2 separate regions of the Delphinus delphis genome follow, and region 1 is linked to region 2. A link is a contact called in public Hi-C data. All regions are on one chromosome and are shown on one strand. Each heading gives the region's core, a stretch centred on a gene start, on an enhancer-like site or on the middle of the called end of the contact. The rest is flanking DNA. Distances are from core to core; before and after follow the strand shown. Region 1 holds the start of GSK3A (glycogen synthase kinase 3 alpha). Region 2 holds the start of RABAC1 (Rab acceptor 1).

Region 1 (2,744 bases), core at 207-2,706, 230 kb after region 2:
GGAGACCCACTGACTCATCTTTTTTGAATAACACTATGGACTTGGTCTGAAAAGTATGCTGACTTCCAATCTATCCTCAAGAAGCAGCAATCATTAATTTCTACCATTGGGGGTACAATTCTACATATTACGGACAGATAATGATAGTAGACGTCGTCTTTTAAAACAGAAGATGACTATATACCAGGTTTGGAAAGCCCTGGCCCTGTTCTTTGGGGACACAGCAAACCCAAATCGCTGTTTCTAAGTGATATTCACTCCAAATCCCTATGCTCTGAAGGGGAGCACATTCAGATCGCTCCTTCTGGATGGTGATGATATTCTTCTTCTTCTCTTAGGAAACAATAACCCTTGAGCCCCATTTGCAAGCGACAATAACCCCTGATCCCGTTCTCGAATGATTGGCAACATCGGATCCCTGTTTTTAAGGCTCACGGACCCAAGACTTCGGTACTGGAAGAACAGGAACCTGTGACCCCTGTCTCTTAGAGGATTACTAAATCTAATTCTAAACTCCAAGTGATGGTAACCCCCCCAAATCCCTTTCTTTGGGATGGGGGAGAGCTCAGATCCCAGTTTGGGGAGGCACAGTGACCTCGAGCTCCTCTCTAAGCATAAAGAAAAACCTGATCGACGTCTAAGTGACTTCAGGGATCCGATCTCCACCCGCCACGGGCGACGCTAGTACTCACGGCCCAGCTTCACTCCGGGCGGCGGGAAGCTGGTGCCCGCGCCGGGGCCGCCGCTGCCTCCTCCGCCGCTGCCGCTGGGACCACCCCCGGAGCTCGAGGCCCCCACGCCCCCGCCCATGGCTCCGACTGACGTCTTCCCGCCGCCGCTGCCGCCTGGGCCAGAGGCCGAACCCCCGGGGCCGCCACCGCCGCCGCCGCCACCGCCGCCTGGCTCCGCGAATGAGCTGGTCCGCGCCCGGCCCGAGCCCCCAGGGCCGCCCCCCGAAGGCGCGCCACCGCTCATGGCGCCGAGCGCAGGCCCAGGCCGCGGGGCTCGGGCTGCCCGGGTTGCCCCCGCCGCTGCCGCTGCTGCCGCCTCCCCCGGGATCCGGCCTCTTCCAGGCCGCGCCGCTCGGGCTCCGGCTCCGGCTCCGGCCCAGCGCCCGCCGCGCGGCACGCCGGGAGATGCAGTCCGCCGGCTCTGCGCGCCGCCGTCGCCGCTGTCGGCCCTCACAGAGAGCCGCGCGGCACGCCGGGAAATGGAGTCCGCAAAGACCTCAGAGTGGACCGCGGGGTTGATAGGTCGTTCTGCACCTCGGGAAACACAGTGCTGGTCAATAAGTTGGCCGACTGTGCCCACAGCGGACCCTGAAGCACTTTCGGAAGTAGGATCAGAGTCGCACACTCACTCCATTGCGGCAACCGCGCGTCCCTAGGTGTGGCTCAGAAATGTAGTACTCCATCAATGAGCTATGTAGACGTGATGCAATCCGGGAAACGGAGTCCAGTCGCTCACTTAGTATATTGGCTGTATGCCGACCAGCGCCAGGTGCCCTCTGGGAAATTGAGTCGGAGGCCGCGGACCCGCCGCAATCGGGCCGTGAGGCAAGCCGGGAAATGGAGTCATCGCCACGCCCTCACCGCATTGCAGGTGTGAAGCTACTCCCAAAGCACGCCGGGAAATGGAGTCCCATGTGATTCCCTAAGCCCCAAGTGGATACTGCAGTTCCGGAGATAGGCTAGGAAATGGAATAGCATTCCTCCTCCCTCTTTCGCTAGGCCGCAGTCCCCGCTGGAAAATGTAGTCAACACCGAGGCTTCAGAGCAGTTGCTACAGCGAGCCTTCGTGTCTTCTGGGAAATGGAGTTCAAGGCAGCCTTCCCACTGACTTAAGGGGAGGGATCTACCATGATCCTGAAGCATGCTGGGGAATAGTCCAGACCGGATCCCGACCCTTTGTGAGACGAGACTGCAGAGGCTTGCCGGGAAGTGTAGTCTAATAGGTACCTTCGGGAGAGCGTGAGCGAAAGGTGAAAGACAGCAGTCGCCCAGGGGAGACTGAAGAAAGTTTCAACGCCTCCTGCCCCGCCGCCAGGTCCCAAGAAACAGCCGAAGTCTATCAGAGGCTGCTGGAAAATGGAGTGCAAACACTCCAAGTTCTAAGTTTCCACAAATCCGGAAGGAAAACCCTCCCCGCAAACGATTTAGGAAACAAAGTTTCCGGTGGTTTCTCAGGACAATACAGTCTTCGGATACTGTCTAGCTTTTTCTAGCAATGTAGGTTGCACCAGCAGGCTGAGCCGAAGTTTGAAAGAAATGAAAATATAATTTTTCTTGAACCCCCATTAAGCTTATTGCATCCTCACGCTTCCTAAATCACAGGATCCTGAAAGGCCCAAAAGAAGGAAGCCGGCTGCTAGGAGTAGCCTTGGGTTTTGTGCATGCATTATATCGCCCCACTTATCGATTCATACCCGGAAGGACAGTAGCCCCAAAGCGCGCTGGGAAAGAGAGTTCGTGTGTGTGTGTGTTCGTGTGAGAGACAGAGAGAGAGAGAGAGAGAGAGAGAGAGAGAGAGTGTGTGTGTGTGTGTGTGTGTGTGTGTGTGTGTGTGTGAGAGAGAGAGAGAGAGAGAGAGAGAGAGAGAGAGAGAGTGTGTGTGTGTGTGTGTGTGTGTGTGTGTGTGTGTGTGTGTGTGTGTGTGTGTGTGTGTCCCGGAAGTACTTGGAACTAGAATGAAATCACCCTCCGCCCCTCCTGCCTTGTGGAATGATGGGAAATGGAGTCTCTAGA
Region 2 (2,737 bases), core at 226-2,725:
CCCAAGATTTTTCCACTTCCACCCCAGGAAGCAGGAAAGGGGAGCCCAGCTCTAGGCCAGTGTAAGGTCGCCACCTGGTGTCCAATGTGGGTACCTGCAGCTGATGCCTTTGGCAGGAGGTAAGGGAGGAGGGAGAGGAAAGGAGGAGGTTTAAGGGACAGGAGCAGGTGGAGGTGGGTTCTGGGATATCTTCTGGGCTTGGGGAATAGCAACTTGGGGGGCTGAGAGTGGGTGGAAGCATCCGGTGTGTCTGAGACTTTAAGGGATTGAGTTTGGGGGATCTAGTGTAGATCTACGCTTGGGCAGACTTGGGTTCACAAGGACTTAGGTTTGGAGTCAAAGGCTTGCATTCCAAGAGACCAGGATTTGAGGAGGGCAGGGGATTTCTCACCCATCAGCACAAACTTGGACTGCAACGTGCGCAGATAGAGGATGTAACAGGCGCCAAAGAAGACAGCCAGAGCCACCAGCAGCATGGGGGATGTCGCCCTGGAAGAGGGCAGGGAGGCATGCGTCAGGCAGCTGGGACTGGGCCCGACACGGAGGCCCTGACCTTCTACACTGGCGGATGACAGGCTACGTCCTTGGGGCTGGGGAAGTCTAGGTCACATTTGGTCACACTGAATCCTGGCCAGGCTCATGCGGGAGTAGGGACCTGGCCCTTCGGTCAAAAGGTCCGGCAGAACTACCCCATGGGGACGGGGCCTGGTCAGTGAGAGGAGGGGCCGAATGCTGAGGGCGGGGCCGGCCAGTGCGGGCCGGGCAGCATGGTGGGCGCGGGGCTGGGCCGGAGAGGCACTCACACACAGTACAGGATGAGGCCCAGGAACACGAACACATAGTTGCTCTGGTAGTACTCCACGTTGCGTACGAGGCGCTGGCACAGCTCGCCCACGTTGCGGGGCCGCGAGAAGCGCCGCTGGTCCACGAAGGAGCCCCAGGGCCGGATGGTAGCACGGCGCCGCTCCAGCCACTCACGGCCCGCGCCGGACGGAATCAGTTTCGGCAGCAGGGTCCTGGTGGGTGCGGGGCCAGGTCAGCGATAGACCGGGATGGAACCCGGACCCTCGAGCAAGAAGAGGACCGAGGGGGGCCGGACTCCGCGGTTCTGGGGAAGATATGGTCACAGACTCCTGGATCCCCGGGGAGAAAGGGGCTGAGGACCCAGACTCCAGAGTCCTCGAAGAGGACACCAGGGGCCCAGACTCATGTGTCTGGAGGCCGGGATTCCTAGGACCCCAGGGAGGAAGGGGCGGGGGACCAGGACTCCCGGGTCTCGGTCAGGGGGGTTAGATCCAGCTTGCTCACGTGGCGCTCAGCCCTTCCACCTCGGCATCCTTCTGCTGGTCCTTCTCGGCCGCCATGTCTGTGCTATGAGGGAAAGAACCGCTATAACGAACCCAGGGCCCTGCACACTCCGCGGGACCCGCCCGAGCCTGGCCTCACCCAGCGGAGCGGGAGCGAACGTGGCGCCGGTCTCGGGGCGGTAGTTTTGCCGCCGAGCATTGTGGGAGTTGTAGTCCCGATGATGTCGGAGAGAGTGGGCGCCATGATGGTGGTATGGCTCGCGAAACACCTTGGGAGATGTAGTCGCGTAAAGTGACGCCTCTGGGCATTGTGGGAGTTGTAGTTTCAGAAGCAGGACGCGTGGAGTCGGAAAAGGTGGGTCGTCAGGAGTCAGGGCGGTATGCGAGCTCTAAAGTCAGAAGCCGGAGCTCTAAAGGCAGAAAACGTTGTGTACTCCCCCGTGCAGGGTACGATGGAGGCCGTGTAGAGCTGTCATTCTGACTCTAGAAGGTATAAAAGAAAACACTTGCTAAAACACGCAGATGTTCTGACTCAGCAGATCTAGGGTGAGACCATTCATTTGCATTTCTAACAAGTTTCTAGGTGATGTTGATGCTTCTGGTCCATGGCCCACATTTTGAATAGCGAGACTGTAGAGAATTTGTGGGAATCTATTTCTTCCTTCTTCAAGAGGCTAGTGATGGGGCCATGGTTGCTGGAGGGGGGTGCATCTAAGGTAGGGGGCAAAGCTCCCCCCACAACCCTTGGGCTCCCAAGGATGAATGGGTTAGGGTTAGGGACCTAGGGATGCCCCTGCTTTGGATAGGACGGAGGGAAGTGGGGGAAAGGAAAGGGTTGAGTTTTTTTTCATTTTATCATTTTATTTTCTTCTAGTTTTATTGAAGGGGTGAGAATTTTTAAAAGACGGAGTTGCTATAACGAAAAGAGCTGGGATTCTGGGGTCAGAGGTCAAAATTCAGGCTGTGTTGACCTCATCACCTCCCTGAACCTCGGTGTCCTCAAAGGGACAGTGAAGATCCTGGTGGTACTGTTACCAAGTCCAAGCTCTCTCTGCTCGCCGCAGGACAGGCCAATAAATCAGGAGATGAGGTGTTGAGGCAAGGAATAGCGACTTTATTTGGAAAGCCTGCAGACTGAGAAGATGGCGGACTAGTGTCTCTGACTGGGGTCTGGATGCCAGTTTCTTTTATAGAACAGAGAAGGGGAGGAGGTGAGGAAGTGAAGTAAAAAGGCCTTAAGTCTTGCAGATATCTCCTGGAATGGACAGCCTCAGGAAGGGGATGTGTTAATTTCTTCTTTCTTGCAGCCATTCACAGGTGGACAGGGTCAGGATGTTTCCCTGAACAAAGGCACTTTGGTTTAACATTCAAGCAGAGGGGCAGGGTTCCCTATAGACAGTATCCTTTTAGTGAACAAAAGCAAATGAGAA

Evidence for each region. A called contact is a pair of places that touch in the nucleus more often than the background predicts.
Region 1: a contact with region 2 is called in a Hi-C map of lung, with 5 times the contacts expected there. The contact joins the promoter of GSK3A here to the promoter of RABAC1 in region 2. A contact is called at or near these places in 2 of 3 Hi-C or Micro-C datasets (lung and muscle).

What each region holds. Positions count from the first base shown.
Region 1 is chr20:11,774,716-11,777,459 of mDelDel1.2, forward strand. It overlaps GSK3A (glycogen synthase kinase 3 alpha), which reads right to left and starts at 1,457. Exons shown (of 11, transcript XM_060000305.1): 1 at 693-1,457. The coding sequence starts at 975.
Region 2 is chr20:11,548,452-11,551,188 of mDelDel1.2, forward strand. RABAC1 (Rab acceptor 1) reads right to left here and starts at 1,476. Exons shown (of 5, transcript XM_059999118.1): 1 at 1,309-1,476; 2 at 804-1,016; 3 at 392-489. The coding sequence starts at 1,364.